Regions from separate parts of the Sus scrofa genome. Here region 2 is linked to region 1. Evidence: chromatin contacts called from public HiChIP or PLAC-seq data. All regions are on one chromosome and are shown on one strand. The core of a region is the stretch at or near the end of the contact, and the rest is flanking DNA. Distances in the headings are between cores, read along the strand shown. Region 1 has its middle 100 kb from the start of AKR1E2. Region 2 has its middle 220 kb from the start of KLF6.

Evidence for each region. HiChIP or PLAC-seq counts read pairs in DNA pulled down with a chosen protein or histone mark.
Region 2: an H3K27ac HiChIP or PLAC-seq map of alveolar macrophages shows a contact between it and region 1. The contact joins two enhancer-like sites. A contact is called at or near these places in 2 of 2 datasets of contacts at active chromatin or transcription factors (alveolar macrophages and skeletal muscle).

Annotation. Positions count from the first base shown.
Region 1 is chr10:65,795,732-65,800,378 of Sscrofa11.1, forward strand. No RefSeq gene overlaps it. Among named protein-coding and RNA genes, the nearest start is that of AKR1E2, 100 kb to the left of the region's middle. Within about 2 kb of position 1,395, at least 14 of the 83 cell types and tissues checked have an H3K27ac peak or open chromatin away from gene starts, as enhancers often do. A contact at or near this core is called in alveolar macrophages, where this site is marked.
Region 2 is chr10:66,262,947-66,267,202 of Sscrofa11.1, forward strand. No RefSeq gene overlaps it. Among named protein-coding and RNA genes, the nearest start is that of KLF6, 220 kb to the right of the region's middle. Within about 2 kb of position 1,750, at least 18 of the 83 cell types and tissues checked have an H3K27ac peak or open chromatin away from gene starts, as enhancers often do. A contact at or near this core is called in alveolar macrophages, where this site is marked.

The DNA.
Region 1 (4,647 bases), core at 145-2,644:
TAAAATTTCCCCTGCTCTTCAGGACTTTTTTTTTCCCTCATAATTTCTAAGGAAATGCTTTGTCATTTTTAGTGCTTCCCTCTAGTTGTCTCAACACTCTTCCAATGAAAAAAAAAAAATCACTGGGTAGCGATTTCTGTGGAATATTTCTCAGCACACTATAAATAGTCACAGCTGGCTCTCTTTTGTTTTCCTACATTTTTAATGGAAATGTAAAAATTTCCTGCTCTTTTGTTTTCCTACATTTTAATGGAAATGCAAAAAAAAAAAAAAAATCTGGTACATCCAGTACATCTTGAGATGTTATTGCGTACGTGAAACCATAAAATGTCTTCATGGAATGCCAGGAAATCCTAAAATTAAAACTATATTATTGTATTCATTCCCTCACTCAACAAATATTTATCGTATCTCTGACATGAGTCATGAGCTATGCTAAGTGCTGCTCCTTAAAGATGGTTGAGATGCAATCCTATTATAAAGCCGACCATTGTCTGAGGGAGGGTGGGACGCTCTTTCCCAGTTTTCCTCTTTCCTGTACTGATGCAGGCAGAACAGGTTCTGAGACACAGCCGTCTCTGTCTGCCTCCCTTTCTCTTCCTGAGAACCCCTCAACCAAGAGATTACTTCCTGGAGCTGCCTCACTGTGACTCTAGGCTTTGTCTTTCCCCTGCCCCGCTGTGTATGGACCTGCACTTTTTCACCGTCCTCCTTTCAGCTGTCTGTTAAGGTCACAAAGCCACCCAGGAGCTCTTTCATGCGGTACTGGTCGAGGACGATGGTGTGGGCCACCCGTGGGTCTGACCATCATTACTGCGGGGCTGTGCTGAGCCCCAGGGGGCACATTTTTAGGGACGGATAATTGGGCGCTTCTGGAAGACCGTGAAATAAATAATTTCAGATGAGGGGACCCCCTCCTAAACACAGTGTATCCCTTGGCTCCATGGTGGTAGTCTCTCTTTACGAACCAAAAAGGTATTTTCTCATTGAAAACCCGAGATAAGTGAAGGGTATTGTGTTCCTAACAGTTATTCTTAAAGATGCTATAAGAAAACCATCCATATCTTATCTGCAAAGGTGTCTTCTCTTCTCTTCCAAGCATCGTATAAAGTCTCTCTTCAATTTGCAAAAGGGAGAAAGATTATGAGACTGAAGTGCAATAATATTAAACAAAAATATAAGAATACATAAGTGGTTTCTCTGCCAAGGCCAAATCCACATGGGATAAATAAGAGATTAAAGCTTTCAAAAAGCATCCTCATGGCTTCTTATTGTCAAAAAGGGAGCAGAATGGGAAGCTGACGCCACAGGTGGGTGCGTAGCCTGGCTATTACTCTGAGCAGAATGTTCGGGCAAGCGGGGGGCGGTGGGGAGTCCCCGCAGAGCTTCCTCTTCGCCAGTCTCCAGCAGAGACTGAACTGCATTCCTCTCCCTCAGTTATGCCTCAGGAAGGGATAGCCCACACGGATGGAAGCAGCCCTCCATGCCTCAGTGTGAATTGAAGAGCTGCTTAGGTTTTAACAAAAGGAAGACTAAGTGTGAGAACCCAGGCTACAGGAGGGAAGGGTATCCCGCATTATGAAGGATCTAAGAATAGAAGGATAAAGAACTCTCAAGACAAAACACTCAGAGAAGTTGCTTCAGACGCATCGAGGGCGAGGGCGTCTGAACAACAACTCAAGGGATTTATTGCTTGGTGAATGTCGCAATTCTGAGGACTTACTCAGATGGAAGCTGAGATGTCCCACATTTATAGCTCGTATTGCCTTTCAGTGTGATGAAAGCGTTCCCCTTGTGTTGCCAAGATATTCATGCTTAAGTTCAAAACGGGCGGATGTCCATCAAGCCTTTGAAGTACGTTGGCCAAATGATTACGACTAGCTTAACACAGATGATGTACATTTTAGCATGTATTATTCAGCTGAAATGATTTTTAATCCCCATGCGTTCTGATGATGATCTGATAAAAGTTTAATGGTGCATTAGCATAGATGGGTTAGTTATTCCTACAAATATCAAAGCAAGCCTGGGTGGAACAAGTCTGTCCATTGTCTTTTGGGAACTTAGAAACTTTTCCATTGCTTGTGCTATTATTTCTGTGTTGTGGTGGTTATCCGAGAGAAGCCGTTTTTATTGGAATGTATTATTTGTGTTTGTTGTTGGCTTTAAAAATACTTTGCTTATTCACATAGGGTACAGACAGCTAAATGTTTGCGTGTTGAACTGTAATTAGTCACTAACTGTTCTAATAAGGCTTGACTGCCCATATTTAAGTGTCCTTTCACTCGTCATTGTTTCAGTGAATGTAACACAAACAATGCTTTATACACAGAGGTTTCTTGCATGAATCAGTTCCCTTCTTGACTGTTTTCATGTTCCTCCTTCCCTAAAGGAAATGTTTCCCAATAGCTTTCTGAAATCTTTATTGCCATCGTGATCTAAATAACTCAAGCAATGAAATTAATCCCTAAACACTGACATTGAGCAAGTCTAACTAACTCGCAGCAACTGTTTCCCATGACCTGCCCTGTGGTGGACATGGGCTCATGGTGATTGTCAGCCTGGCTGGCACAAGGGGAAACCGCGGCTCATCCGGCAACCGTTTGGGTTTGTGGTGGTTGTTCTTGGGAGAGTGTCTGCAAGTGCTCATGACAACAGATTTTCAATAATATGTGTAGCGCACTATGTGAAGGCCGTGTGGAGGGGTCAAGATGTGTAAGAGGAACAGGTATTGCGTTTTAGACTTTATTCTTCTTCCCCTACACTAGCCAAGGTGGTTTGGGGGCATTTTATTTTACCAGGTAAAATTAGAAGCACTTGCCAGCTTGCTCATCAGACATATCCTCAGGATCAACGTGTCAGATCTAAAAAATAAAAATGAAAGGTGAGACATCATCGATTAAACTGATGTTTATTTTCAAAAATTAACCCATCATTTAAAAAGTGGTGAGACAGATATTTTTGGCCCGGAACAGCCATATAACCATGTTTTTCCATTCCTTTTTGTGCTCTTAATACTCTTAGTAACCTTATCTCTAAAACAGAATGTGTTGATTTTTTTAAAATTCTGGACATGAAATGCAGAAATAGCACATATATTTATCTCTGTACTTCTGCCAAACTTCCATATCCACTGGGATATTTTCCACCTTATCACGCTGTTAGTTTTACATGCATATTTTTATCACGCTTCTTGAGAGAAGGGTCAGTGTTGGATCAGCTGGAATCCTTCTATCACAAAGAGCATAGCATATAGTCAATAAGTACTAAACCTATCAGCAGATATATTCAGGGCATTTTTCTTTAATAAAACCTATGTACTTGGCTCTGAATAAATTAATGGATATAAAAGTCAGATTGGAAGCTTAATAATGACAATCTTTTTGTGTGTGTGTGTGTGTGTGTGTGTGTCTTTTTTGGGCTGTACCTGTGGCATGTGGAAGTTCCCAGGCTAGGGGCTGAATCGGAGCTGCAGCTGCAGGCCTACACCACAGCCACAGCAATGTGGGATCTGAGCTGCAACTGCCACCTATACCACAGCTCATGGCAACACTGGAGCCTTAACGCACTGATTGAGGCCAGGGATCGAACCCGTGTCCTCATGGATACCAGTCGGGTTTGTTACCACTGAGCCGCTATGGGAACTCCTTAATAACGACCATCGTCAATCTTGCCACTGAGTCCATCAGATGATGTAAACTATGACAGGTCCCGAGATCCCAACTCAGAAACTCTCGTCCTTGGAGACTGATTCTCTCTGGAAAAACAGTGTCTTCATTACCCACGTGAATTACTTAGAGGCAAAATCCAAGCCACCAGAGACAAACGGAATTACTCCTCTGTTAACTGTGACGTGGTCACCACGCACATTCTGATATCTTTTTAAAAATTAATTCTAGTAACCTATAAGCCTTTCAGCAGAGAGGATTACATTTCTAAAAGAAAACCATATAAAACATAAGAGTTTTGAAATGGTTAACAGCACATAATCAGCTCTCTTTAAAAAAAATCAGTCTTGAAAAGAAAAGAAACTCCTAAATGTTTTAATTCAGATATTTTAGGGGAGAAAAGTTTCCATAAATTAACTGAAAATCCACAGAAGATTTTGTGATGCCTTCACCTCGGTGTAAAAACATCTGGGAGAACCAACGTAGCTATTTCTTCTTTTTCAAAGGAATGGTCTCTTGCTACAGGTAAATGAAAGAGCCTTGTAAATGATTTTATTTAAGCCTCTAGCATACCCTGAAGGTAAAATTAGCGATGGGCTTTGAAGTAAGAAGCCGGTGTGGTAACAGCTTGGGTACAGGGCTAAGGGGAGCTGGGAGGGGGAGACGTGCGCAGTAGTTAAGGCTTAGTGAGCGGTTGGGTACAGGGCTAAGGGGAGCCGGGAGGGGGGAGACGGGCACAGTAGTTAAGGCTTAGTGAGCAGAGGTTTTCTGACAGTCACAGTCCTCAGGACCAGGATGCAGTAACCAGTGTTATCCTTCCCACGATCGCGGTGGAAAGGGGTTCTTATTAGCCTCAACTTACAGAAGAGGACACAAGGCTGGGAGTGGGAAGCAGTTTGGATCAGCTCTTCTGCCTCCTTCAGTAGGATCTGCTTTCTGGGTTCCCCATCCTGAACTCCAGTATCCTCAAGGTTTTTGC
Region 2 (4,256 bases), core at 500-2,999, 470 kb after region 1:
AAATCATGGACTTGGAAAACAGACTTGTGGCTGCCTGATGGGAGAGGGAGGGTGTGGGAGGGATCGGGAACTTGGGCTTATCAGACACAACTTGGAATAGATTTACAAGGAGATCCTGCTGAGTAGCATTGAGAACTATGTCTAGATACTCATATTGCAACAGAACAAAGGGTGGGGGAAAAATGTATACATGTAAGAATAACTTGATCCCCATGCTGTACAGCAGGGAAAACAAACAAACAAACAAAAAACCACCTGAAATTAAAGCTAGAACAATTGATCCATAAGAATTTACCTTAACCATTTTCTAGAAACGGTATTAAAAAATACCTACTTAAAAATGGACAATGAAACTTCTAACTCATAGTCAAATGTTTAAAATTAACCAAATACGGAGTTCCTGTCATGGCGCAGTGGAAACGAATCCGACTAGGAACCATGGGGTTGCAGGTTTGATCCCTGGCCTCGCTCAGTGGGTTAAGAATCCCGCGTTGCCGTGAGCTGTGGTGTAGGTCACAGACGTGGCTTGGATCTGGCGTTGCTGTGACTGTGGTGTAGGCTCACGGCTACAGCTCCACTTGGACTGCTAGCCTGCGAACCTCCATATGCCTAAATAGCAAAACTAAATAAACAAATAAAATAAAATGAACCAAATACTACTCTTAAAATATCATATTTCTAGTCTTGGGTTTTTGTCTGCTTTATTTTTGAAGCAAGATTTCCGGCAGGGTTTTTTTTTCTCCTATTTACTACTTAAGCGGGAAAAAAATGTTATCACTCATGACAAAAATGCAGACACATTAGGTCTGAAAGATAGAGGGTGTTTCCTACGACTTCCTTAATGTAAAGATGAGGATGCAGGTGGGTGCTTGACAAGCCTGGGACCGCAGTTCGCTCCAGAAAGTCAGGCCACCTTCTGGCGCCGCATCCCGAGACTCATTTCTGAGCAGCAGTTACTGCTGAAGATCCTAAAGCTTGGAGATGAAACAGGAGCAGGCCTGGCCATGAAATGCCATCCCCAGGTCCACTCCTGGGAGGTACGCTGAGCCCCTTCTTTGTCCCGTTGGATGTTAGGTTCACATCCATCCGCTGGGGACGTGGGAGAGACTGGACAAAGGTGTGTTCGAGCCTGGCTCCATCCAGAGTCGTGCGCTCTGGAACATGGCACCCCACCCCCCCAAGCCTAAATTTCTGAAAAGGGCAGCATGATATTCTGTTTTGTTGTAAAAATGATACCTGGGAGATACATGCAGCCTGAAAGGTGTCCCCCGAAATTCACATGTTGACACTCGACCCTCCTGGTGCTGCCGAATGTGACATGTGTGGAGACAAGTTCTTTTAAAAGGTAATTAATTAGAACGAGGTCATTGGGGTGACCCTAACCCACAGGGCTGGTGTCCTTGTAAGAAGAGGCCAGGACACAGGCTCACAGAGGGGTGACCATGTGAGCACGTGGCAGGGGTTGGGGAGTGGGGGAGATGGGGTCCACCCGCCCAGGAGAGAGGCCTCAGGGGACCCAGCCCGGCCCCCACCGTGATCTAAGACCCCTGGCCTCTAGAACTGGGGGAGAATCCGCGGGTAGGCCCCCCGTCTGTGGTCTTTCGCTGTGGCAGCCCTGGCAGACTGACGTGACCTCTCAACAGAGTAAGTGCACCAAAGGCAGAGACAATCTCCCTAACACCAGGGCCGCCTCCACCCAGGGCAGAGGCCCTGGCCCCGAATACGTGCTTAGCGAGCGGAGGCGGGAGACCAGGCCACTCGCCTCACGACTTACTCTATTCACTTCCTGTTTGTCCCATCACTGCAAAGGGCGTCGCGTTGACAAGTTTCCTGTTTTTGCAGAAATTTTATTATTATTCTCTATAGAGGTGTTTTTCTCCAACTCTATGTTTCTCTTTCAGCAAGGAAGGAAGGACATTGAACGAGGAAGACAGATATCAATCACCAATTATATAAGAATCTGAGCCAACAGATAAACAAATCCACCATATCATAAAAACGTAAACTCAGGACGTGAGCCACTGAGAATGAACTCAGAGCCATCCCGCTGTTCCAAGACCTCAGGCAATCATTTCCCTGTGATAAGCCTCTGCTTCCTCATCTCCGAGTACGGCGTCGGGGTCAGTCTCTAAAGTCCCTTCAACCTTTGATTCCTGACTCAGTGTTTAAGGCCTCATTGAAACCAGCAGAATTAAAATAGCGACCGATACGCCTGACACTGATGTGGTGACCACATCAGGTGACCACAACGGCCTCGGTCTGGAGAGGAAGGTCAGTGACCCATGGAAAGGTAGCTGCGGAAGCTTGGCTGTCAGCAAATGAGGCACGTCTTCCAGGTTCCCTCGCGGTGCTCAGGTGCTGCGGGAAAAAGGTGTTAATCAGGGCCCAGCTTCCAAAATGAAAAGAATACGTATCATATCAAGCCGTGTAAAGCCATTCTGAGACCTTTATCGCGGCCTTCACCGACTCCCAGTGTCTCATGCGGGAAGGTGGCTCCTCATTTAGAAAACATTCTTCCTGACCGGTGAACTTTCCCAGTTGCATACATATAGTATGCATGGGAATGTACATATTTCTACAAATGTGCATGTATAAATACATTATAATATTAATGTATAAATTTATTGTTATTATTATATATATATTGGTATGTCTCTGCACAGAGCTGATAGTCAATATAAGATCAGCATATCCTAGACAAGCAGATAGCATTGGCAGTTAAGTTATACACAAATAAATATGTATTCAAATACTGTAATATACATAGTAAATATTATATGAATTCATCCGGGTTAAAATCCAGACTCCTCCACTTAACTGTACGTGAAATTACATAATTTTCCTACACTTGTACTTCAATACCACTCGACTCAAAAAATTTTGTAAAAGATAATTCTCTTTGTGTAGCTGTTGTGTTTTTCTTAATTAGCCTTTCAAATGTATTGATATTTGAAAGTAAGGAATCTGTTCTCTCCCGAGTCTTGTTCTACAAAATTCACTCGCAGTCGCTTCTCTCAGAAACATCCTTTTTCTCTCTCTTTTCCTCTCTCCCTCTCTCTCTCCGCCAGGGTCATCACCCAAGCTCTGCCTCCCACAGGGCACGTGAGGCCATTTAAATTTAAACTTATTAAAATTTAAATGAAAGGGTAAAATTCCCTTTCTCTTCCCAGTGTATCAGAGACACATGTGGCTCGTGGCTCATGGCGACCACCTTGGAAACTACAGGCCCAGGCCGATTTTATTCTTGGGGAAAGTTCTGTCTCACAGCCCCGCTCTAGCGGTTCTAAATTCTTGGTAGGAACAGGTTGCATGTTAAATGAGGGTTGGAGCTCTCGTTGTGGCTCAGCGGGTTAAGAGCCGGACTAGTGTCCATGAGGATGTGCGTCCGCTTCGATCCCTGGCCTCCATCGGTGGGTTAAGCATCCAGCGTTGCCGAGAGCTGCAGCGTAAGTCGCGGATGTGACTCGGATCTGGCGTTGCTTCGACTGTGGTGTAGGCCAGCAGCTACGGCTCTGATTCGACCCCTAGTCTGGGAACTTCCGTATGCCAAGGGTGTGGCCCTAAAAAGAAAAAAAAAAACAACATTTTTGAAGAAGGAAGTTGCTTTACTGTACACAAGCGGCTGAGTCACCCGCTGCTCCATGAGTCGTGGCGTCTTAGATGCTCGATGGCGTTACTCCAGCAGCTGAAACTACAGATCCGTGTCTGGGTTTTACTGCCGTCATTTCTAATTCCGTTTAAGTCCACTTCGAGACTTGTACAGCACAGCTTCTCCTCCGGGCCCCATGGATGGACACGCGGCCACCAGAGCAGGACAGGCGACGGCCCCTTTCTGCGCAGAACAGTCTAATGAGAACCTGACTCTGCCACGTGTCCAGGGACACGCAGGAGAGAGAGAGGACGGGGACCGAGCTACCAGGGGCGACTAGAGAAAATCCGAGTGACTGGGAAAGAGACGATGAGAAAGGGCCTGATCTGGCCCCTCAGATACCCGGTGGGCGGTCGTGGCAACAGCAGGACAGGCTTATTCTGGGGCCACAAAGCAGAACTGGGGGTCCTGGCTCGGGCGGTCCTAAGAGAGGTTTTCTGGCTAATACAGGAAAGCACTTTCTCGAGCGGGCAGCGTTATCGGAAAAGGACATGGAACTCCTCCAGAAGGCCTCCGCTTCTTCTCAAGAACCTTCAGCTGGGATGGCCCATCAACTGTCAGGCATGTTAGGAAAGCGATTCGAACCTCAGACTTACTGTGTAAAGCC